Regions from separate parts of the Zea mays genome. Here regions 1, 2 and 4 are each linked to region 3. Evidence: chromatin contacts called from public Hi-C data. All regions are on one chromosome and are shown on one strand. Each heading gives the region's core, a stretch centred on a gene start, on an enhancer-like site or on the middle of the called end of the contact. The rest is flanking DNA. Distances are from core to core; before and after follow the strand shown. Region 1 holds the start of LOC100501627. Region 2 holds the start of LOC100191564. Region 3 holds the start of LOC103632278 (COP1-interacting protein-related). Region 4 holds the start of LOC100303897.

Evidence for each region. Hi-C and Micro-C count contacts between places; a contact is called where the count stands out from the background.
Region 1: a Hi-C map of ear shows a contact between it and region 3, with 6 times the contacts expected there. The contact joins the promoter of LOC100501627 here to the promoter of LOC103632278 in region 3. A contact is called at or near these places in 11 of 25 Hi-C or Micro-C datasets (bundle sheath, ear, leaf and 3 more) and 1 of 3 datasets of contacts at active chromatin or transcription factors (leaf).
Region 2: a contact with region 3 is called in a Hi-C map of bundle sheath, with 4 times the contacts expected there. The contact joins the promoter of LOC100191564 here to the promoter of LOC103632278 in region 3. A contact is called at or near these places in 9 of 25 Hi-C or Micro-C datasets (bundle sheath, ear, endosperm and 2 more).
Region 4: a contact with region 3 is called in a Hi-C map of leaf, with 6 times the contacts expected there. The contact joins the promoter of LOC100303897 here to the promoter of LOC103632278 in region 3. A contact is called at or near these places in 8 of 25 Hi-C or Micro-C datasets (bundle sheath, ear, endosperm and 2 more).

Annotation. Positions count from the first base shown.
Region 1 is chr7:40,793,659-40,799,641 of Zm-B73-REFERENCE-NAM-5.0, forward strand. It overlaps LOC100501627, which reads right to left and starts at 4,188. Exons shown (of 7, transcript NM_001196310.1): 1 at 3,580-4,188; 2 at 1,805-2,227; 3 at 1,319-1,588; 4 at 440-718. The coding sequence starts at 4,149.
Region 2 is chr7:41,729,237-41,735,671 of Zm-B73-REFERENCE-NAM-5.0, forward strand. LOC100191564 reads right to left here and starts at 4,737. Exons shown (of 16, transcript NM_001316917.1): 1 at 4,670-4,737; 2 at 4,375-4,591; 3 at 4,175-4,233; 4 at 3,992-4,048; 5 at 3,862-3,896; 6 at 3,645-3,748; 7 at 3,405-3,480; 8 at 3,127-3,185; 9 at 2,979-3,044; 10 at 2,831-2,914; 11 at 2,675-2,739; 12 at 2,475-2,557; 13 at 2,299-2,389; 14 at 2,127-2,179; 2 more. The coding sequence starts at 4,559. The coding sequence ends at 1,682. It overlaps LOC100285004, which reads right to left. Exons shown (of 3, transcript NM_001291580.2): 3 at 5,635-5,915. The coding sequence ends at 5,893. It overlaps LOC103632284 (a long non-coding RNA gene), which reads left to right and starts at 4,240. Exons shown (of 2, transcript XR_555798.4): 1 at 4,240-4,752; 2 at 5,205-5,854.
Region 3 is chr7:41,275,919-41,281,777 of Zm-B73-REFERENCE-NAM-5.0, forward strand. It overlaps LOC103632278 (COP1-interacting protein-related), which reads right to left and starts at 3,867. Exons shown (of 10, transcript XM_008654089.3): 1 at 3,275-3,867; 2 at 2,655-2,834; 3 at 2,439-2,559; 4 at 2,313-2,352; 5 at 1,699-1,751; 6 at 1,547-1,608; 7 at 979-1,131; 8 at 149-357. The coding sequence starts at 3,333.
Region 4 is chr7:41,537,786-41,543,758 of Zm-B73-REFERENCE-NAM-5.0, forward strand. LOC100303897 reads right to left here and starts at 4,451. Exons shown (of 3, transcript NM_001329438.1): 1 at 4,210-4,451; 2 at 3,786-3,858; 3 at 2,305-2,582. The coding sequence starts at 4,306. The coding sequence ends at 2,516.

The sequences.
Region 1 (5,983 bases), core at 2,938-5,437, 480 kb before region 3:
GCCCTTCAGCGAGCACACTGGAGAGATGTGTATCATTATATTTAGAAGAAAAAGGGGTAAGGACCCTTACAACGCCACCATGCACCTCCAACACACTTAGGTTCCTAAAACATTCGTGCCACAAAAACACATAGACCGACCACAACCTCTAACACCAACAAATCAATCTTCAAGAGGTGCTAGGGCAAGGAGGTGAGTTCCTCATGCCCCAACAAAATCCCAAAACGTGTAACTCCTCTACAGCTAGCATCAACACACGAGCAACACGAGAAGCGCCATCAAAGACAGACTTATGGATTAACAGTCCAAGCGCCCAAGATCACGAGGGAATAAAGCCACTTCCACAAAACAACAGCAACTTCCTTAGAAATCCTATTCCGCCAGCCACCAAACATGGTGCAAATATAAATAAGCATAGAACAAAGTTCTACGAGATAACCTGAATTTCTGAAGAACTGAGCTCTAAATCACTGAAAGACTTTTCCACAGAGTCCACTCCATAACTGAGAGGGGATCTATGATCAACCTTATGGCCATTGTCCACTGAATATTGGATTGTTGAATAAATATTCGCCTGGCTGGTTGCATTTGATTCAGCAATTTCTGAAGAGGAAATATGGGAATTGTTGTAGTCGGTTTCATTGGAGAAAATATGGTTACGAAGTTTCCAGAAAACAAGGGATAAAGCATTCCTTATATTCATTAGCTCCCCAGTGATCTGTAAGGCACAAAGATAAACCTCAACAATTACAACGCTGTCCAATGTATGGCAGGAGAACTGAAGAATCATAAATAAGCTTAGATCGTTAGTTCAGAGAACGAAAATGTGAAAAAAAAGAGAGTGATGAACCAAGTACTCATGGAATACTAGGATCTTCAACAAATCAAATAGAAACACCATTACCAGTCAAGAACTACTGCACTGATACTGTTCTTGAAATCTGGTTGTCCAAGTAAGTTCATTTACCATATTCATTATAAGAAACAAATCATGACTTCCAAACCATTTGTTAACTACCAATGCAAATAGAAAACATTAGAAATTACAGGCAAATTTTGAAGAAACACAGAGTATTCACTATAAAAGGAACAATAAACAAATGAAAAATATTTATAGAATTTTGAAACATGTTATTAGCATTTCATTTGCAAGCTATGTCCTAGAAATACCAAGCGTGCACAGTAGAGAATCAGAAGGTTGAGTTCGTTACAATGGCTATTATTTGTTCAAAACTGAATGAATTGCAGCATGGCACAGAAGAACCAAGTACTAGCAAACTGCTTATTATATTGCTTTCGTGTCAAAAGATATGCTTGCCTGTACAACTAGTTCAAAGGTAGAGGCACAAGCCGGAATTTCTGTATCGTCCAATATTTGAATTCTTGCTCCTGTTGTATTCACCATTTCCTTGATTATAGAACCACCCAAACCAACTAAACAGCCAAACTGGTTTTTGAGCACAAGGACTCTGACCAAGAATTGAGATGCTTTCTCAAATGTTGAGTGTGTATTGGTTTCCATCTCCATCATCCTGTCAAATATGAGAAGTAGTGCACTTTGCACTATATGATATTCCGAGTCTGGGCTCTACAAGGATCAGGAATCAAATATATAAAATGAATGAGATATACAATATGATTCACAAAAAACATAATACAAAGTTTCTAGATTCATGGAGATGTCAAACAGCCATTTAACCATTGTGAAAATTGTTATCTTATCAAACAAACAGTTAAGCACCGGTTATTCACTAAAAGAGAGAATAGCAATGGGAAAGGGAGCCTTTTGTGTTCAAATTCAAACCTCTAGGGCGCAAATTGTTATTACACGTTCCTTGCAACCAGCGACAGGTGCACCAACATCAATACAAGCACCAGTTTCAACTTCAATGCCTTTGATAATCAAGCCCTTCTTGCCAATCAAACCTCCAGCAAGATAGGTAGGCAAGAGAAGCCTGAATGAAACTTGCTGAAGAGTTTTACTTTGAGCATCTCCTGTATTACCTTCTGGACAATGAGTCTTAGCAACACTGCCTTGTGCAAACTCTGTGGATGCCTCTGAGCACGAAGCCCCCATATTAGGCCCAGGTACTTCTGAAGATGCCCATGGGAGTATTGAACCTTCTTTCTTAACATAAGTTGTTGAGTTACCGATTGGAAGGTCACCTTGAAGAAAGCTAGACAAAGCAACTAGAGCTTTCCTTACAGCTGTTCTATCTCCAGTTATCTGAAAAATAATAAGAAACATCAACTGAAACTGTTGAGTAGCAAATCACAGCAATAAACTTTCATGGTAATTAAGCATTTTCTGAGTTTCATATGATCGAATTGAAACTCCACAGAATAGACCTTTCAAACAAAAAAGTTCAATGGGAGTCCCTGATTATTTAGCAAGCCATTTTATGCATATTGCATAATTTCGTTTTGCAGCAAATGAATCAGAAACCAAGTAGATTATTCATTGCTACAGTGTATTAGGTGATACAAGAACAAAGTTTTGTTATATGTGATTCATTGGGCTAGATATTATAGACCTATAGTATCCTATAAGTTACTCATATTTTCTTCCAACATGGAAACAAAGACAGAAATGGACTCATGATGCACCTCCAGATGCTATGAATGCAACACTGAAACAATAAAGGGACAGACCCAGTGGCAGGGACAGACCCAGTGGCTGAGGAAGGAATAAACCGAGGCAAGCCTTTCCGTGCAAAAGCGGAGAGGCTGCTTCGACCCCACGACCTGGTAATGCATAACTAAAATGATGCAATGAGAACAAAATGGATCCAGTTCAACAAAATAATATTACACTGGAAAAAGTGCACAGCATGTCAAATCCAAAAGAATCTCAAGAGTATTGTTAGCTTCGATGCACAATACCTTTGTGTTTTGGACTTCACATTGTGCAAGCTTGCGTGAAAATCATCCATAAAGGTAGGTATGGTGCGTAGCAACAAACAACTATACCTACTCATACGGCAGCAAAGAGCAAGCTGCACCTTTAAATAAGTTGCACTTTTCTACGTTGTTAAATTATAGTTAGGACTCCTATGTCCATGTAAACAAAGACGTTCAATCATTTTTCCATGACAGTGCACTAGTCCAAACGCGTGAGTTCACGTACAGTATGCAATCGTAATCCGCACGTCCCCAAAAAAAGAGCATTTGCAATGCACAGTGCACAATAACAATTAGGAAGTATCGAGGGCCGGGCTTATCCCGGGTGGTGAAGGCGGCGAGCCGGCGAGGTCCCCCGGGGGTTCGACCCCTGATTTCTCACAAATAAAAATCCCCTCGCTGTTCTCGCTCGCTCTCGGGGGAGCGACTCGGCTGTGGCAACGTCGGCCTGGGTGCCTTTGCTGTGTGGGCAGCCTGTGAGTCACCCCGTTAGTGACAGGATGGCAGGGTTAGGGGGTTTCTCGGTCGGGATCGGTCGGGACCGTTCGCTGTGACCTTCTATCTATGCACCCCGGGTCGAGTTTTTTTTTTGAACGATTAGTAAGTATCAAGTATTCAAGTGTAGCACGTACAACCAACAGCTTAAGAGAATTGTAGAAGAGAAAATAGCCAGTATACCTCGACAACCTCCTCAAGCGGCTGCCCCCGTGGCGGCTGCGCGCCCTCCTCCCACATCGCGACGCGCACGTCGGCGCCGGCCTCCAGGGCGATCCTCTCCATGACGCCTCTCCCGGTCGAAGCTTCGAGCCGGTCAGCATCGACCAGGAGCAGGCACGTGATGCACCCGGGACGGGCCTTGCCGCGAGCCTCCTTCTCGACTGCGCAGCAGAGCGCGCCCTCGGTATCAATCACGGCGACTAGCGCCTCCTGCGCCGGCGAGAGCGCGAGGGGCTCCGCGGACGAGGACGAGGCCTCGACGCGGCGGACGGGGACGGTGGGGCCAACTATGGCGGCGACGACACGGCCGCCCGCGGAGGCGGGGTCGAGGGGCTCGACGCGGACCTGCAGCGTGGCAGTGCGGCGGCGCAACGGGTTGACGGCGGCGTAGAGGCGCATGGTGTCGGCGTCGGAGAAGGACGAGGGCAGGAGGAGGCGGAAGACGGCGAAACCGGTGTCGGCAGGTCCGGCATCGGGCGCGGAGAAGGTGGCGTGCGGCGAGAAATGGGGTTGGGGTTTCACCGCGGCCATCTCTGGTCGGTGGTTGTGGGGTTTTCGCCGAAGAGAAAGTACAGCGCGGGGGAGAGCGAGCGGGGAGGAGAAGCAATGGGTCATGGACTGATGGACTCATGGAGACGTGGGGTTTTGACGTTTTGGTGCGGGTTTTCGGGGGCAGTCTGGGCATTTCGTAGTGCGAGCTTTTGCGCTTTTTGTCTTCTTGTTGAAGTGGAGTCTGGAAACTCTGGATGCCGAACGGACGTGCGGGTTATCAAGGGCAATATCCCGTTAAAAGCTACTTCGTTAACCTCAATTTTTCTAAGAAATTTCTATTTTTTCAAAAAACCATTTAGTTATATAGATTTTTAGGAGTTTTTAGGGGTTAGATAAAAAAATATAAGAGACAGGCTTCGACCCTCCATGCATATTATTTTGTAATTGCATTTATGGTTTAGAGGCTCAGGGTTATATCACAAAGTCTATTAAGTGTCTCAGGTACTTAGAAAAGCGAACCAGCGTCTTAGGGAGTCAGGGTTATATCCGCCCCTAGAGCATCTCCAAGAGAACCCGTAAACTAACACTAAAAACGTTTTAAGGGAAAAAAACTCATTTTAAGCCCTCCAACAGTTCCCTGTTCTTGCCCTAATATTGTTCGCATCCCGCATCGACTGGCTTGCCTCTCGTAAATTTGCGTGTGACGGATTCTTCCCCAATCGCCGAGCGCGCGCATCAGCTGCTGGTTCCCGCGTCGGCGGCGGTGAGAGAAACTTCAGCGGCGCCGTTCGGGATCACGCGTCCGCTCGTCGAGATCCTCCCCGACGGCCCGACCTCAATAAGCACGCCCCGAACGCCATCGTGTGCTCCCCTCCCTGCGTGCCTCTGCCTCCGACCCGTCATCGCCGGGTGCGTGCGCCACCCGCACCTACCACCCATACTAGCTCCCTCTTGCTCCTCTCCGGCGGCGACGACATGCATGCAGGTTGCGGTAAGGGCTTGAATGCAGCTGCGACGGAAAACGTAGGAGCAGACAGTGATTAGGACTGCACTCTGCTCATCAAGTACCTTGTTCTTCCCTCGTGGTGGCGGTTCCTGCTGATGGGGCAAACGCAGGAGCAGGCAATGATAAGGACTTGCCTGTGTTGGTGGATGACAACGGTTTCATTTTCATGAACATTTGCCTGACTTGTCGCCTAGTTTAGACTTCTTCGATTACTATTTTATGTGTCTCGGCTATTGTTTTGTTTTACTATTTTCAATTCTACTTATATATGATGAATAATACTCAAAGAACCATGATAGATGTTGCAGAAGGCGAGAATTCTGTAAACTCCTCCACTGCATTACTAATCAACTCCAACAAATCAATTTATTAGTTGGCCTCCCGTGTTTAAACATAACTGATTAAATGAACATTCTGCAGTACAGACCATTGCAAAATAAAACTAGCTTGATGTCAACTTGTCAAGCAGGAACTTAGCGAAGAGAGGCCAGGCCAGGCCTCAATAGAGCAAAAGTGATCTATCAGCAGAATCGAAGGCAGCAAGCGCAAAGACTGATGACAGGCAACGTCTAGTAGCAAAGAGTTTAAAATTTTAAGGGACTAGTTATTAGCATTCTGATGTGGATATAGTTTTTTTGGAGGAATTATTTTTCAACAGCCCCCAATATGGTGTTTTGAGGAACGATTTTTTAGATAGCTCTTGGAGTTGCTCTTAGGGATGTTTGATACTCCTTCATTTCACAAAAATCAACTTAGCTTTATAAACATCTAGCCAAACAGTATCAACTTCAACAACTCTGCTTTATACAAAGCATAAAGTTTCTTTCTCCTAACTTAAGTGTGCAGTACCTAAAAGGGTACTTCATG
Region 2 (6,435 bases), core at 3,487-5,986, 450 kb after region 3:
TCCCAACCACTTCTAGCAGTTGGCTGATTTCTGCTGGCGATGGGCGTACCGGACAATCCGGTGCGCCAACGGACAGTCACTGTGCACTGTCCGGTGTGCGCCACGTCAGCGCAACCGTTAGGGTTCGAAGCAGTTGACCGTTGGAGCGCTTTGTCGTCTTGCTGCACTCGACAGTCTGGTGCCACACCGGACAGTTCGATGCCCTCTAACTTCTGCGCTCTAACTTCTGCATTTGCACTGTTCACCGCAGAGCGCCTTTTTGTAGTCGAACGTTAGCTCCAGTTAGTCGTTGCTCCGCTGGCTCACCGGACAGTCCGGTGGCACACCGGACAGTCCGATGAATTATAGCGGAGGCTGCCCTGGAATTTCCCGAGAGTGGCTGGTTCAAAGGGCGCCTGGCTGGCGCAGCGGACAGTGTCCGGTGCACCATTTTTCAGCACACTCTAAGTCTTGCTCCATTTTTAATTGTGTCCCTAACTTGATTTCTTTCTTGGTTTGTGTTGAACCTTATGCACCTGTAATAGATGAATTCTAGACAAAACTAGTTAGTCCATGTGTTTGTGTTGGTCGTCAACCACCAAAATTAATTATAGGAAATGGTTAACCCCATTTCCCTTTTATATAGGTTCTAGGGCATGGTTGTAAATTCGCTAAATCTGTACTTAGTGATTATAAATAGATGAACAGTGTCATACATTTTTCAGGGATTTTTCTCTTGATCGGAGCCGGATGCACCGCTTTTCATACAAAGTTGTACCTTCTTCCCTCCCTCTATTGTAATCTTATGAAGCTCAAGATACTTGTATAAATCTTTATTTAATAAAAGTAAAGAGCAATACATAACAATGTTTTCTATATTTGAATCATGTGTCTTTCATTCAATCCTCATCATGCATCACCCTTGTTCAAACTTAATGTTTTATCCTAAACTGAGGCTTCTAAGCGAAGCTTACGCGTTGCATTCGCTAAAAACTGGGGGGAGGGGTGACGTTTTCTCAGTAAGTGCACTATTCGTAGAGTAAAGTTTAAAATAGAAGATATGATAAGGAATGCGATAGTAGAGCTGCTGGTCGCCGCTAAAAAGTGAGAAACTACGTTTTCACAATAACTGAACCAAGGTCTCTAGCAAAGCTTACGCGTTATCTTCGCTCAATAGTGAGAGGACAACATTTTTACAATAAGAGAACCGTGGTTTTTAAGTGGAATCTATGTCTTGCCTTCACCAAAAAAAAGTAAGAGGGCAGCTTTTTTAAAATAGGTAAATCAATTTTTTAGATAAAGAATATGTGTCGCTAAAAAGTGAAGAAACGATATATGCTATTTACGAAGACAAGCGAAATAAGATTTCTAAGCGAAGTTTACACGTTACTTTCACTTAAGAACGAAGAGATGGCGTTTTTACAGTATAAGTGAACCAGTATGCCTAAACGAAGCCTTACTATTAATTACTAAACTGCTAAAAGAAGTCAGGAGACGTCATTTTATTATTTTATTCGCCACGTTCGGATCTCAAATCTAGGCCAAACTGAGCGTTGCACCATGTCAAATCATTAGACAGATGGTGATGAGCTCTTGTTGTCGGAGCAGTCACAAGGCAGTTACAGTATCTGAAATCATACAATTAATAACTCTAGCTGGATCCACGGGCAGATATTGGATGGACAGATCTCCAGCGGCGCCGTCAGCTAGGAACGGGCGTGAGGACGAAGAGCTTGCACGAGTGCGGCCCGACCACCGCCGTGAGGCTGCCGGTGAACCAGCCCGGTAGCGTCTCGTGCTGCAGATGAACCAAGAAGCACAAGCTTGCATGAATTTGAGCCATTGCATAGGCAAGCGAGCTCGGCGCTTATTCACTTTTCACGTACCTTCCAGACGTCCCTCGCCTCCACGGCCACGCCGCGGCGGATGCCCACGTCCGGCCATGCCGCGGTGATGGACGCGGAGCGCGTGGCCCCCCGGTTGAGCAGCAGCACCGCCTTCCTGTGCCCCGAGAGCTGCCCTGCCCATACCTGCAATTGACCAAACGCGCCATGGGATCGACCAGGATTAATTCGTTCCCGAGCGAGACGCGTGCTGCTTGCGATGGGCGATCGGTTTGGTAGCTGTAAGATATAGTATCTCTGTACCTCGAGATCGTTGCCGTACTTGCTCACTTTCTGTCCTTGGACACCCAGCCGATCTGCGTCGGACACAAGCAAGCAATATAATTGGCACACACACGAAGACTACAAGAGTCAAGAACTGATGCGAAAGGTTTCGCTGGTGAGAAGGACGAAGATGCATTGTGGTTGTGGTGACCTTGGCTGATCGCGATGACCTCCGCGTTGGAGAGGATTCCGAGCGTCTCATTGGAGACTCTCGTCACGTCGCAGCCGATGACCAGGGGAGCCTGTCAAAAAAGATTGGCGCCAATAATAACTCTCATCGGTAGCTGTGAGCATAGCCCGGAAAGGAAATGATTCACGCGCGCGCACCTTGGCGATGGCCCAGAGGCTGAAGTGCACGACGTACTCGTTGTACGCCATGCCTCCGTTCCCGACCTCCAGCATGTCAGGGTCTGCTGCGGCAGAGAAGCAAAGCAGGCCATCGTTCAGGTCCGTCCAGGAAGCGGCATAATAAGCTATAGCGGCAGAGAGGATGAGGATGACGAGGAGACGTGGACGAAGGAATTGACCGTTCCAGCCGCCGGGCTTGGCGTACCGGGCGTAGGCGTCGTTCAGGTCGATGTTGTCCAGCATGCTATCGCAAGAACCACACACACCCAGTCGGTTAGCAACGTGTATATGGGCGGGCCATGGGAAAAAAAAAAGTCGGGGAACCTATCACTTACCCTGACCATGTGTCGTTGATGTCGCCGGTGGTCCTCCAGCTGTTGCCGTACATGCCGCCCCATTTGGGAACTTCCATGAAGCCCCTGACCAAGTTTGTCACCGTCAGCGTCAGACGAACAAGGAGGAAGGGATGCGTGCATGCCGTACCATTCGCAAAGCGAGTAGAAGATTGGGCGGCCAGAGTTCACCAGCGCTCGGGACATGCGCCCAAACCTGCATCACAATCGACGGCTGGTACATGGAAACAAGAAGAAATGCTACACGAACTGAATGTGCAGGTGAACAGAAACCGCACCTCACGGTTTCAGGCGTGCCGTCTCTGTAGCAGTTGTCATACTTCAGGTAGTCAACGCCCTGCAGACAGGCCAGGTGCCCAGTGAAGAAACAGTTTTAAATAACTAAGGTAAAGTTCTTCTTCTTTTTTGTTTGATTGTTTGTTTGTTCTTGATAATAAAAAGAAGCAGTAGACTAATTCTACTTGTGAACTGAAACCGACAAGGTCTAGTCTGAGGATGTCTGAAAAAAGTCTAAGAACTGTCAGATGTTTCAACATGTGTAGTATCTAGTATGTACCCATGACGCAAACATCTTAGCATCCCTCTCCTCGTAGCCCAGAGATCCAGGCATCCTGTTGCTGCAAGTTCTTGTCCTGCAATTTAAGGAAAGAAGTCCGGTTTCAGTTCAACAGATACACTTATCCTATTCCTTGTAGCGGAAACTTTGGTATTATGGGTGAATTCATTCCCACTTGTGAGCGATTTCAAAAAAATCGGAACTTGTTTGAAGGAGAAGAGAGGGGGAGAGAGAACGTACCCAGCGGAAGAGTAGATGCCAAGCTTAAGCCCCTTGCTGTGAACGTAATCTGCCAGGGCCTTGATTCCGGATGGGAATGTCTTGGGGTTAGCGACCATGTATCCCTGTCAGCAAGTCGATTAGCATTCCTCTTAAACAAACACGTGCTTCAGCAGTGCAAGAATTTAACTGAAAGTAACTGACGACAAGGTCACGTAGCAGCACTCGTACGTACTACCTCTTTGGTTCTCTCGGAATCCGCCCAGCAGTCATCTGCAATAGCCAATAATGATGCCATCTTTCAGTAACACTGGACAACTGAACCGATGCAGCCATAGAGAAATAGAGATAGAGATAGGATGCGATACCTAAGTTGACATACGTGTAGCCAGCCTTTGCAAGTCCGATGGCGACGAGCGCATCAGCTGCGGGGGTTCCCAAAGCAGGTTGACAGCGAATCAATCAATAGCCATATCATCATCAGAAAGAAAAAAACCAACAATGGCGCTGGTGATTTTTCAGATAGGAGCTGGAGGGTACTGGTCTCTGACCGGTGCTCCGGACGACCGCCTCGTTGATGTCGCACTGGAAATGGTTCCAGCTGTTCCACCTGCGAAGCGGCGACAGAACGCAACAAGAGAAGAAGAAAACCCCACGGAAAGGAAGGCTCAGACAAGACAGCCGGGGAGCGGCGGAAGCCACGCATGCGCATGCATCTGAATCCGGAGTGCTGGTTTCGTTCCTCACTCACCCCATCTGCGGCGTCAGCCCGAGCCCGTTGGCGAAGAGGACGCGCCGGCCGCCTCCGCCTGCAGGCAGCGGCGGCCTGGCGTAGTCCGCAGCGTCGAGCGCTGCCACCGCGGCGGCGAGGCAGGCGGCCAGCAGGAGGAGCGCGGCCGTCGTACTCGGACACAGGCTCTGAATCTCGGGCGCCATCCTTGTTGCTTCGGCGCTGCGTCGCGTCCTGCCTGCGTACTCTGTGGGCTTGTCACCATGCCGGTATCCGTATATATGCGTGCGCTGGAGAAGAGGAGAAGGGGGCGTACCAGTGCGCACGCGCTGCAGTCTGTGCGGCAGCGGTACTCCAGCTTGTCTGACGCGTGACGGGCCCGGGGTGTCGGACGTAGCCGTAAGCTTTCAGTTTCCGGTGCATTAACCATCTCCAACTCACCAACAGAATTTTTACAATTGATGGCCTTCGTTTACCGATGATCTTCATTTATTGATAATATCTTTTTCCTTCTTCTTCTTCCCTAACAGATTACCAATATAATTCGAACTTTTAGATAGCAGACTAGAGATAGAATAGGAGACACGATGAGTAATCTGTTATATCAACTATGTTTCTTTGTGTACTCAATCTATTTCGTATTTATAAGACGTTTTGCTTTTTTTTCTTCTGTATGCCTAGATTTTATGTATTTGGATATGCAAAAATAATGCATACAAATCAAGACGTCTTATAATTATGCTTCGTTATGTAGTGTATACCAAATAATATAATTTAAAATGCAGGGGGCGGGGGCACTTTTTAGCATTGAATGAGCTAATCTGTTTGAGATCCTCTTGCATCCATGGCAGGGGAGAGGTGCGCGGGAATCGCTCAATTAAAAGCCGTGACACACGGGCGACAGCTTGTTGTGGACGACAGCTTGTTGTGGGCGCCCTGCATGCGGTGATTTGGTCTGCTTGCCTCCTGCGATTAAAATATGATTTCTCAAATCAAAACAACAGGTATGGCAATTAAAATGCGATTTCGAACGAACCCAAAGTTTCGCCGTGACTGGTTATGAACGGCAAATGTGTTGTCAATGTACAGGCAAAAAAAAAGTAATCTAGCAATACAAGCATACAACCGAATCACACCCCGTCAGTCCGTCACAGTTTTCATCACTTCTGAATGAATGGATGAACGACGGCGTAACTATGGACGCAAGCAACCCTCCAGCCGTATAAATAGATATACCTCTGCTCAACACCCATCATTTTTGGACCGTTGGAGGCAAACAAGTAACCAAAAATAACGCTGGCATAACACGCATGCATTAGATTCGCCACTTAGGACCCATCAACATATTGCTGCAGTGTCTCAGTTCTCAAATCAGTCCCCAGTTCAAGCGTTACAAATTATACAGCTCAGGTTCAAAGGAGGCACACGACATACAAACGTTAAGTCTGACATTTTCATTTCCCCCAGAAGACTGTTTACATAGGTAATGTGGCGAGTAATAGATCAACCATCTTCAGTGTTTTCCCTTGTCTTCACTCTTCAGCGCGCTTCATATTGGACAACTGTACAAGAAACATAACGTTTGGTGAGGCCCACATAGGAACAAAGGTCAAATTCAAAATAGAAATCGAATTCAGAAGTATCAATCTAATAGTCTAATAAAGCATGACATCAAACTTCACACCAAATTCAGCCATCGTCTTATAAGTGGCCAGAATTGTCAACCATGAGCTCTAAATGCGCACTCGATTCAGCTAACGTTTTATGCATCTAGAATTGTCAACCATGAGGTCTCACTCGATTCAGCTACCAATTTTTCAGTGTCTAGAATTGTTCCTGTGTATTGCATGGTGTTTTCCATACTTCTATAGCAACAACAAATGCATCTTGGAAGTTTAATCACCAGGCAATACAGACTGCAATATCTAAAAGAACAAATGCTTGTTTTCATCATTGATATTGAACATGTCCTTTTTGCATTACGGAGTCAACGAAGTCCACAGATGATTAGGTTCAGTTGTATTGTAGTGCAATTATGTCAGCCCCATAGATATCTTTGGAAGTGTCGGTACCCAGAATACG
Region 3 (5,859 bases), core at 2,617-5,116:
TTCCTTTACTAGTAATGTTAGTGGTGCTTCATTAGTAACATTCTTAGCTTAAAAGAAAATATATTCTCTTTTTGTGTGGAGGGTACTTTCATTCCATGTTCAAAATTCAAATGCATTCTTTCTTTTGGAAAAATGCAACAACTTATACCAGCTTTAGCTCCATCCTCGCCATTTGCCTCTCCATTAATGGAGCCTGATTCCAAGTTTGGCTTCATGTTGTCTCCCATGAACACAATGCCAGATGCGTTAAATGGAGGAAATTCAGAGCGTGTAGACATTGCTTCAGGTTCAACTTCAATCCATTGTCCAGTTTCATGCTTCTGCTTCCACAGTTCGATGAAATGTGAACATGCCTTCCTGTTCAATTAGTGAATTTGAGGGAGTTAAAGATGTAGACAACATATCCTGTGCAATCACTCATTTTGGTGCAAGCGTGCAATCAAACTATCCAGAGCATCCAATCTAGATCCAACGGTTTCATATGGAAGGGGTTAAAAGTAAAATAGGTACTATGTTTTAGGTGGAAGGGGTTAAATATAAAATAACAGTCATCATTAGATCTAGATCGGATGCACCAAATCGCTTGATTGCATGCTTGCACCAGGATAAGTGATTGCATAGGATATTTTCCCAAAGATGTAAGATCTATTGACAAAATGTTATTAGTTCGATGAGTTGATGACAAACAACTGACTAAAACTTGTGCAATATTATAACTTGATCAACAAAGTTCAATAACACCACCAAGGCAAAGAGTGCAATAGTACAGTTGTTCACATAGAAACAAACCAAAACATCTGACTATCCAGGAGTTCCACACTTGTGATTTCATGACATGCTAGAGTAAAAGTGACAGATGATACAATCTTCATGGGTAGCAGCTCTAAGGTCAAGTTACAACTTAAACACAGAAGATATCAAGACAACTAGTTTAATCCAGCATATAAAACCAGCAAGTAATGGTAAGGCTATACTTACATCAGACGTGCAGCACCAAAGCGCTCTGCAAATGCGATCAAGTAACCCAAGTTGTCAATGTCAAACCCAGCAGCTACAGCACGAGCGAAAGCCATAGCCTGCTCTTTTCTTAACATAGTTTTGCGGGTTTCAAGCACTCTGAGCAATTGAACTCTGCAATTTATAATGCAGTTCTGTTAATAGTTTTCTACTGTAGAAAGATACATGATCTCAGAGTATATATGCTGCTCGTAATGGAAACCGAGACAATAGAACAGTGAATGAATAATGATGTTTGCATATATTTCTCCATTAGATGTCTTTAATTCATTATTCATTTTGTAGAGTATGACCTTAAACAGCTTAATTAATGAACCGAGCCTAGTTCAGTTGGTGGGTGCTGTGGGCAGACACCCCCACCATCCAGGTACAAATCCTATTGGAGTCAAAAGTGGGTGCCTATTTCTTTTTATTTACAATGCCACCTGATTTCCTAGGTTAGTATGAGTTTATGCAGCTTTATTAGCCACAAACAATGTGAAGACTTAACAAATAATATTCTACAAGAAAAACTGAGATGTGCAAGTACTTTGAATTCTCCTCATGTGCTGCTGTTTCATTCTGAATTTGTGGCGTTGGATTTGATCCAGGCTGTCATTGATCAAATATCTCAATCAGACTGCAGTGTTGTACCACAATACACTTACACAAACAAAATTTGGCTTGTCTAAATGATCATACCTTGTAGACAACAATTGCTGTGGCTGAATCAGGATCATAATTTGCACGTCCACCTATTAGTTGATGGACAGTGTCAGGCATGTTGCAGAAATAAATAAAAAGATATGGCAGGCTGTGACAGGTAAGGCAAATAAAAGGAAGAAACAGCTCGATCCATTCCAGTCCTCCCCTGAATGCAGAACATAATACCATCCAGAATTCTCCAGTTGGAAATAAGATATTACTAAATATTCAGGACTTCAAAAATAATATAGCTATATATCTAAGTTATTTTGATCACACTGCAAATTCAACATACTTGCTTCATAACATTAGACGATAGTAAAGCTTGTCCACAAATCATAGTGGATGTCGCATCAAACTCCATGATGGTTAGATTCTAACATTTTGGGAATTAAAATGATAAGTGCCAACTTAATAATGGCCCTTGATGTGATGTTGCATCAAACTCCATGATGAGTAGATTCTAAAATAATCATAGTGGATTGCACCTTGCTTTTCTTTTTGGTAGGCCAACGAAATAATGTTTGAGATTTAGACAATCCTCAAAGGCATGCACTATTCTATGCAACATGCTCACAGAAAGCAATCAGGTTGGTGCGGTGTCATACTACCTCCATTGCTTTCAGTCAACTTTCTTCCATGGTCTTCGACCTTTTAAATGGTGAAGCAAGAATATGTCATTATTTCTACAGAAACACACAACAAATATCCATAAGCTACAAATCTTCTGCGCTTACAGATTTTAATCCAAGACTATCGTTGCTCTGGATAGCAATGGCATCCTCGAGCTGCAGGATCTCAGACTCCAGTGTTCTGACTCGCTCAAGGACCTCCGGAGTACTCACGAAACGCACAAATCTGCGAAGAGTTGTCACGAGAAAATGACCCAACAGGGAAATAGGCAATGGCAGAAGCAACTGTACTACAGTAGTATAGAAATCTTAGACGCCAACCTCTCCACGGTGCCTCTCGTAAACCATGGCACATCGAACCCTGAGCTTGGTTCAAGTGTGATCGAGTACCCTCCCTTGGCAATCTGATCCTGGGCGGCCTTCAAGTGAGCGACGAACGGTTTCAGCAAACCAGATGCAAACTTCTCCTTCCGGCCATTCGCTATCAGAACCAAATCGAACCTGAAAAGCGAAAACAGAACTTCCGTCAGAGACCTTGAACAAAACAGTAGTTTACTCCGTCTAATAGTTTTACTTTTTTTAATTTAATTTATAACATAACAAATCTGTCTAGTAGTTACTACTATGCAAGAATCGCCGGATCTGCTACTATAATTTTACAGCTAACGGCAGACAACCAATCCCAACAAAACAATACCAACAAAGAAGAAATCGTTTTTTGGGCCAAATTCCGATCGTGACATGGACAAAACCATCTTAGGACAGTGCAGTAGACAGAGTGGTCTTCAAATGGAAGCTTCCAAGTACCAAGCATCAAAATGAACGGCACATAAACCGTCACAAAGACCAACTTTTCTACCATTCAAGAAACCAAAACCCAAAGAACGATCAATCCGCCGAATTAAAGCCGCTTCATGAGCAGATCTATAGGATGCTCTCACCTGGTCCGGGTGGGGGTGAGCTGGAAGACCACCGAATCCAGACGGGCGTCGGACCTCATCGCCGAAGAATTCCACACGAGAACCTCTCCTCTCTTGGCTCTCCCTCTCCTCTTTGTATCAGATCTTACGGGCAAAAAGCGAGCGAGCGCGCAGAAACTGCGACAAGAACCCGGCGCTTTGCTTGTGCCGGGTGCTAACCTCCCCACTGGGGAAAAAGACAAGCAGAAAGGAGAGGCGAAGGCGAGGGGAGGTTATAAATCGCGAGCAAATGCTGCCCCGGCGGCGAGTGGAGGAAAATATCGCAGCATGGGGTGGATCAGTGGATGGAGGAAGCAGAGGGGAATGAGCAATCAATTTCCCCGTACTATATAAATCTCGATGCGGTGGCAATAAATAATTCCTCGGCACAAGAACAGGGCGCGCTCTGCTGCTTGCTGCTGCTGCTGCTGGCCTGCTTGCTGCTGCTGCTGCGTGAGTGTGAATGCGAGCCAAGGAGAGAGGGAAGAGAGGAGAGCGTTTAATGTCTGTCTGTACTACTGGCAGTCAGTGACAATTTCACGAAAGTTTTATTTGCATTAATCTTGCCATCGTACATATTTTCGATGACATGGCAGTGTTTTAAAAAAGAGAGAAAGTAAATTTCATCTAAATAAAACTCTCTCGACATAATTATAAATATGAAATTAAATACCTATAAAACTATAGAAAAAAAATTACATTAAAACTGATATTGTCGTTGAATAGCAATATCAGAGTACAAAAGGTACTAAAGAGAGACAATTAGGTTGTCTATTTCCTCCGTAAACCATGTCAAATAGTGTCACCGCGTCTCCTATTTTGCATTATCCACCGAAGACGGTCTTAGAAGGAGCATAGTGTTGGTCGATAGTAGTAGGGAACTTGGGCACGAGCATGAACCAACACGAGGACAGTTAGAGAGCTTTAAGTAATTTCCAGCCTCCTCTTGCTAATTATCAATTGATGAATAAAAAATAATGAATCTCAACCAGTGAGCACCAAGACCTAGCTCTCCTCCACATCTTAGTTTGTGGTAGGAATTTTAGCCTAATAGTCCTAACTTATTTTTATGCATACCCTAAATGAAGAGTGAACCCTGAACCCGGTCTTGAATATGGCTAAACATTACCCTATCCCTCTATTTTATAGTGCAATACATAAGAGAGGTTACATGAACCTCGAATTCCACTAGCTAAGCTCAACTACCATGTTCTTATTCTATCCTTGGAGTCGTACCAGGGCTCACGCCTCTGGTCGTGGCGCAATGTTGGAGATGTCATTCTCTAGCTGGCTGCGTCTAATCAATCATCGAACTTCGCTCCTAGGAATGTAGGTACGCCAAAGGTCATGAGGACTTCCAAGACTTTGCTCCATGGAAGTCGGACCTGTCGATGTAGTTGATCGAGTCTACGACCACTTCTTGTCTATTGAAGGCTCCAAAGGCCACAGCGAGGACTTTGTCCAGATGGCAAAGCAAGGGAAGGTCTAAACATGTGGGCTTAGTTATCCACGTCAAGCACTCGAGGACCCGATCGAAAGATCGCAGGAGCGTTACCAAAGACCTTTTGATCCACGAGTGACCTAGAAGGTGTTGAAGACCTTGGTCTCGTCATTTGGGTGGCATGCATAGTCCCTGGCGGAGGCCTTGAAGACTTCCCCCACTCAAGAGCTAAGGGAGACTATGGTGACTACATGGGCCTCCAACAGCTAAAGGAAGACCCATCTGTTAGTAATGGACCCACACGAATATTAGTGTGGTATGTAATTGGTTGCCTGTAATGTAAGGTTTGTATTGCCTCAATGTTGCTGTTGTACAAGATATTCTAAGGATGTGGTGGTAACCAATTTTGGCAAGCATGTACTTTAGGAGGTTGGCCCTTAGCTACCCTATAAATACCCCCATCGAGACAGGATGAGGGACGGTTGATAAGATATTTGAGAACCATTGTTTCGCATTTGTCGTGTCGTTGCACTCTTGTCATCTCTCTTGTTCGGGTCCCCCTGTTAGGACCAAACACTCATCATGGTAGGCTTGTTCATACCACAAGTTTAGTAATTCTTCTTGGGGTGCTACCTCTAGACCTCGGGCTACGTTGCTTGGCTTAAGCACCATTCTATCAAACACTATGTTTTCTAGGTCATCGTTTTAGTGCATCAAGTATGTTTGAACAAGAGCATAGAAGGATAGAGACTTTTATGTGCATGAGAAGGCCCCCATGGGGTAAACTGTAGATGTAGTTGATTGTATTAATAAATATGTAACTATATGTTGGTCACTTGCTTTTGGCTCCTAAGAGAAACCAAGAACAAAGCAACACAAATGAGAATACTTTCCTTCCTCCCTTTAACAAATTCCCTTTGTCAAAGGGAGTTGATCAAAGGGAGGAATTGAGATGATAATGAAACCTTAGCTCGTATTAAATAAATAAAGATCATACAACAAATCCTAGCAGAAAACTAACGTAGCAAAATAAGTCATTTAAGGAAATCAATTTAACTCTATCATCTTTTATATGAATGATTACAAAGATACATTTGGCTTTACAAACAAAAGCACGAAAGTTAAA
Region 4 (5,973 bases), core at 3,201-5,700, 260 kb after region 3:
AACCAATTTTGTAACACCTCGTCCAATTCCGAACTGGTTGTACTTACTCCTAGTAACCCTCTAGAATCATATATCATCTCACAGACCAATACGAATCTTTTGTGGCATTTTGTCCTTACTCATGTGCACCTGAAAAGACTTCCCGGTCGATCACCCTTCTCAAGATTGCTCTAGACCAAACACGCGTAACTCAGAGGTTCTTTCGAGATAGACTTCCGAAAAAGAAGATGCACCTTATTGGTATGAGTACTCTATTAATTCTATTAATCCTTGGGCCAAGATATCACAAATCTATAGCTAGAAAAATTGTATATTAGCTAAACTCTAATGCAAGAAAAGTATATTGACAAAAGTAGTGTAGTGAATGTACCACTAAGTTATCAATCTTGCAGCTGTGATCTAAGACAATTACATTTTTCTAGTTTTAAGACGTTGAAATATTCTTGTAATAGTCTCATGATTAAAGGATTCGAAATCATACATCTAATAGTTTATTACACAATTCTCTATTTTAATTATGTCAATTGTTGAAAACATTCTCTCAACGCCTACCGTTAACAAGGCCAACCCAATTGGTAAGTAATCATAAATTAGAAATAAGGCCTATCAATATTTTTAATTTTCAAACACCATGGAACGTATCAAACCACCAGAACTTCAGAAGACAGAAGCAGAACGCAATTGCTTGGTGATCAACAGGCTAATAGACTCTATCGAGCCTCTCCTGCTCTAGCACTTCCCCTTCTCTTTGTTCAGACTTTTGAGCACCTTCCTCTCTCCATGGCTCTTGGATCCCGTTTAGATCATCAAAATTTAGGTGGGGCCATGGCCCACCCTATGGATCCGCCTCTGACTAGAATTGTTAAGATGAGGCGAGCATCAATGTCCCAAAAACATATCTTGCACCAACTCTTCATACCACTCTCCTATACTTGGGTTTATCAAAGTCAAACTCTATTTAGAACATTTTGTCCTCTTGGTGTCACAGGTCTTCTATTTGCCCCATTTGGTATCCAAGGATCATGCTAGATGTTTGTTTTCCCCCATTTCCAATCACCACACCAGTGCTCTTTTCAAGGCTTCAACACCATGCAAAAATACTCCAAGAGTATGAGATGGCTAGTCTTGAATCTTCCGTAAGGAAGTTACCACATGAGAAAATACTTTGCTCTCAGGACATGTGCACATAGTGAATACGAATTTTTAATAAGTCTCCACCCCTGTCATGCCAACATGGCAAGATTGAACAAATGAATATCTCTAAAGCCCAAGCCCTCATCTTCCTTCCTCTTAGTCAGTACCTCCCACAACGGCCAGTGAGTTTTCTTTTCATTGTCCTGATTGGCCCACCAAAATGTCTCAATCATGGCAGTGATATCTTCACATAGTGTCTTTGTAAGATCAAAACACGACATCATATATATAGGTATAGCTTGGGCTACCGCTTTAGTTAAAATCTTTTCCCTACTTTTGACAACATTTTTCCTTCCAGTCCTATATTTTCCTCCATATGTGATCTTTAATATACCCAAATGTTCTAAACCTTGATCTGTCCATGTATACAGGAAGACCCAAATATTTTTCATTTCGAGCTCCCAGTGAAATACCCATCTTACTATTGTTGATATGTTGTTGATATCCATAGTATAGAGAATCATTCCTATGTTGTGTTAAGATTTTCTCTGTAAGAACCAAATGTTGTTAATGAAGAAATAAAGGAATCATTCATCATGTATTTAAGTTCATGCTTTATGTTCTTGAATCATTTCGGACCCCCTTATCTTGTGTTTTGGGTGATTTCGTTTTTATGAGATTTTGAGACACATTCAATTGGGATAGATACATGCTATACCTCTGAGGAACATGTCTACCAATCGAACTTAGTAGTTTCCTCAGGGTTACAAAGTTTTGGGATTTTGAAGAAAGTTGAGAAAACCTCAACCTTAGAGATATTTTCTGATCTGTGGGGTTTTCTTGATCTTCTATAGTAGGGTAGGTTAGGTTTACATCCTAGCTAGGCGAGGTTTGGTTGTGTAGATTACCTCCTTTTGAGTTCTAGGTGTCCATTCTTTAATCCGTCTCATCCTTAGGATTTCTATGTTACTCATAAAGATTTGAAGCATCAAGTCATCGGCTGGCTTGGGTGTTTTGGCTTTAGGCTCTTACTTCAATTCGGTTGAAGTTGAGAGCCTCACTTTCAGGTTCTGGCGTGTTTTCTTCGAGCACTTGATTTAGTTGAGATTCCAAACGCACCCTATAAATGCGGCACCATGCAGTTAAACTGTGGCTACTTACAGTACGAGATACCAAGAAAATGGTTTTTAATTACAGTAGAGTTCAGGGTGTGATATCGTGTAATCAAACACAAAACAAGAAAATAAAGAGAATAACTGTAAAAAAAATCTTACATATTGGAACCACATCATACACATCACGACAGCGCTAAAGTTTGTGGGAACTAGTTAACATTCCAGAACCAGCAGATTTCGCTGCTTCTGTGTGTTGCGCTGAAGGCCTATGAGGAGGGCGTGCCAATTGCCAGGCCGTAATTTGAGCCTTGGAAAATCCGCGCCTTCAGGTGGCTGAAAGAGATTCATCAGAAAGCAGTTAGAAACAAAAGAGTTTATTAGCATGACCACATAATGAAAGGCTTAGGAGTTCCTAATATGACTACTGAAAAAACATGGACAAGTGAAGCGACTGCAGACTGAAAAGCAACAAATGACCCACAAGTTTGTTTTTTTTTCAAAAAGATCCACTGTGAGATGAGAAGTGGGTTTGTAACTACCAAGCAGCCACTTCTTTATCGGGTCATTATCCTAGAATCCTTGGGAAATCTTTGTTTTTCAGTGCTACAACTTACAACCCCTCTGTCGACTGGTGGCGTAAGAGTGGCTTAATTGTAAAGGTCATTACTGAACCATTTCTGCCTTCTCTTTAATATAAGATACTCGCTCTCATGCGTGTTCCAAAAAAAACAGCTACTTGTGGTGCACAAAGTTAGCATGTCACATAAGATTGAAACTTTGACAAAGATGCTCATGGATGAGAACAGCAGCAGATTTAGTATGATTTAGTATTTGTAGTGAACTAAACACCACGAAAGATGGACAATCCTAAGTCACGCCAAAGTTGTAAACAATGAGCCCACACCACCTAGTGCTTAAAAGGAACACTAGAGGATAGACTACATTTGACAAGGTAACATGCTTTTCAGCAAACATTTCTTATGAAATGAGTTCAGCTAACATTACCATAACAACAATCAAACCCACGCTTAATGTCTTAAAACAGTGATTAATTGACTAGCAAGAATACATTCGTAGATCATCACCACAACGATGATTGTTTCAACAAAACCTGCACGGAAGAAGAGTGCGTTGGAATATTTGCTATCAATCTAAGAAAATATTTATCTAACTTCACTGCTGAACTACACTAACACAGTCCAAATGTTCTGAAATGGTTGTCTGAGTTAGAGCCCAAGAGCTTGTTCATTCCAACTTTCTAGTTCTAACTTGCAAATAGTGGTTATTTTTCTATTATTCTCTTTGTTTTTATTGCACTGAACTTTTGCTGATAAAACTGAAGTAGAATACTCCCCTGCACTCATAGCTAGGTACCCATTGCCCAGACAACAGAAAGAAGAAAAATATCAGACATCATGTTGCAGTTCTCTGACTTGTTAGGAAACTTTGACCAAGTCTGTGTTCCCCGTCTCTCGATTTAGGAACTTACAGATCTACTAGAGGTTAGCACAAATGTAAACTACCCTGTTTGCATACCTTTCGAAGACGTCGGAAGCGAAGCGGGAGCCATTGAAGCAGACGAACCAGAGCAGGATCAGCACCAATATGTCTACTCTAGTTAAAGGGAGAACATCCCAATGACACAGGAACGTAAAATCCAGGTACATGGAAAGGAACACCGGATGAGAAACCTCGCGCAGCAAATTGGAAGAAACGCGCAAAATCGACGGATTGCCTGGCCGGTAAAACAAAACGCTTCCCACCAAGAACGAATCGAACAAATGCCTACCCAAAACCTAAGTCTTGTCGGGATAGAGATACCCAAAATCAAACGCGGATCTAACGTAAGCCCTAGCCCTAGCTGATGACGGTGTCGAGCAACGCGAGGTCGGAGAAATTCGCAAGCAAGTGGAATATTAACGAAGAAACTGAGCCGGATGGAGACGCAGCGGAAGGATACTGAATAGGCACCGCTCCCACCAATCGAGCATGTAGAGGCCCATGGTGACGTTGTAGAGGTGGATCTTCTTGCCCACCCAGCTCATCTCGCCGGCCATCTTCTCTGCGGGGTCAGTTCTCTCCGTTTCGGGGGGTGGGCGCGTGCGTGTTTGGTGTTCCTCTGGTTCTAGCTCAAGTCTGAATTTTCCAAACTCTGAACGCTGCTGCTCTTGCTAGTTTGGTCTTGTCGTTTATAAGGAAGGCAAAGCCTGTGTGCGTCCGATTGTTTTTTTACTCCCTCACCCATTCCGTGTCGGTTTAGCCACCATCAGGTCTGAAGTCAGCGTCAGCCGGGTCCAATTTGGCCGTCGAGTGCAGCTGCAATAACTGGACTTTTCCAACTACGCTAGTACAGATATCATGTCTGCAGGGAAAGAATTTGCCAAGAACTAACATGAAGACGCATTTTCTTAATAGGTTGCTCGATGGGCAATTCGAAAATCACTAGAGAGCTACAATCTCTGCCCTGATGGAGAAAGTTGGAAGCTGTTGAGTTAGAAAGGAAGAGAAACAAGGCTAGTGGACAGATGTAAGGCCCCGGGTCACTCTGTAATGTCCTAAATTTGAATGTATAATTTTTTTAATATTCACAAATTCAAGTGTTACCTGCTCTTTTTCTTGCTTCTTTTTTTTAAAAAAATAATGGAGAGTTATTTTTATTTTATATTGACGTAAAACTAGTGGAATGAGCCCTAAACACGCTTTGGTTGTTGTATTCATGCCGTAGCATGGTGTTTCTAAGTGCAAAAAGTGTTTGAAACATGTTAATATATTTTATAAAAACTGTCGGTAGACTTTCATATTTTTTAGAATATTTTTCTATTTTTCGAAAACCAAAATCTACTTATTTAAGATACTTAAAATATTTTTACAAACTCTAAGTATGTTTTTGAGTTCATTATGTGCCAAAGCATTTCTAAATTTTTTTCTGGATTTTTGGAAGCATCTATAATTTTTTGAGCACAAAATATGGATTTCTAGACTTTTCTGAATTTTATAAATAGTAAAATCCGAATTTAAACCGAAATTTCATCTTATCCGAACCCAAATATATATAGGGCAGGTATAATGGGAGCCCTAGGCTTTCAATAGTTAAAGAAAGCCCAGGTCGATCATCCCTGCAACCTGGTTCAACCCAGCGCACTGACTGGACCAGGCTGCCGGTTGCACCACCCGCGCCCACGTCTGTGTGTGCAAAAAAGGAATGCATCCATGAGTCAAACACGTCCCCTTGCATGCGCATAAATTTAGGAAAGATATGTGTGGCGGTTTCTATTTTAAATGCTTTATTTCCTCCATAAATTTAGGATCGCTGCAACAGCCATGCAACTAGACTCGTAAGAACCATTTTATGATATATACTGCTACTAAATATGCTACCCTGTGTAGATAATTATGCAATTCGGTATACTGCGTAAAAATCTGTTCAACTGTGTCGGGGACCATAATTAGGGGTACCCCCAAGACTCCTAAACTTGGCTGGTAACCACCATCAGCACAAGCTGCAAAGGCCTGATGGGCGCAATACAGGTCAAAACTCCGTCCACTCAAGGGACACGATCTCGCTTCGCCCGAACCCAGCCTCGGGCAGGAACAGTAGACCCAGGTGGATTCACGCCTCGCCCGAGGGCCTCCTCAAGCAACGGGCGCACCTTCGACTCGCCCGAGGCCCAGCTCGGGCAGGCTTCGCGGAGAAGCAACCTTGGCCGGATCGCCTCGCCAACCG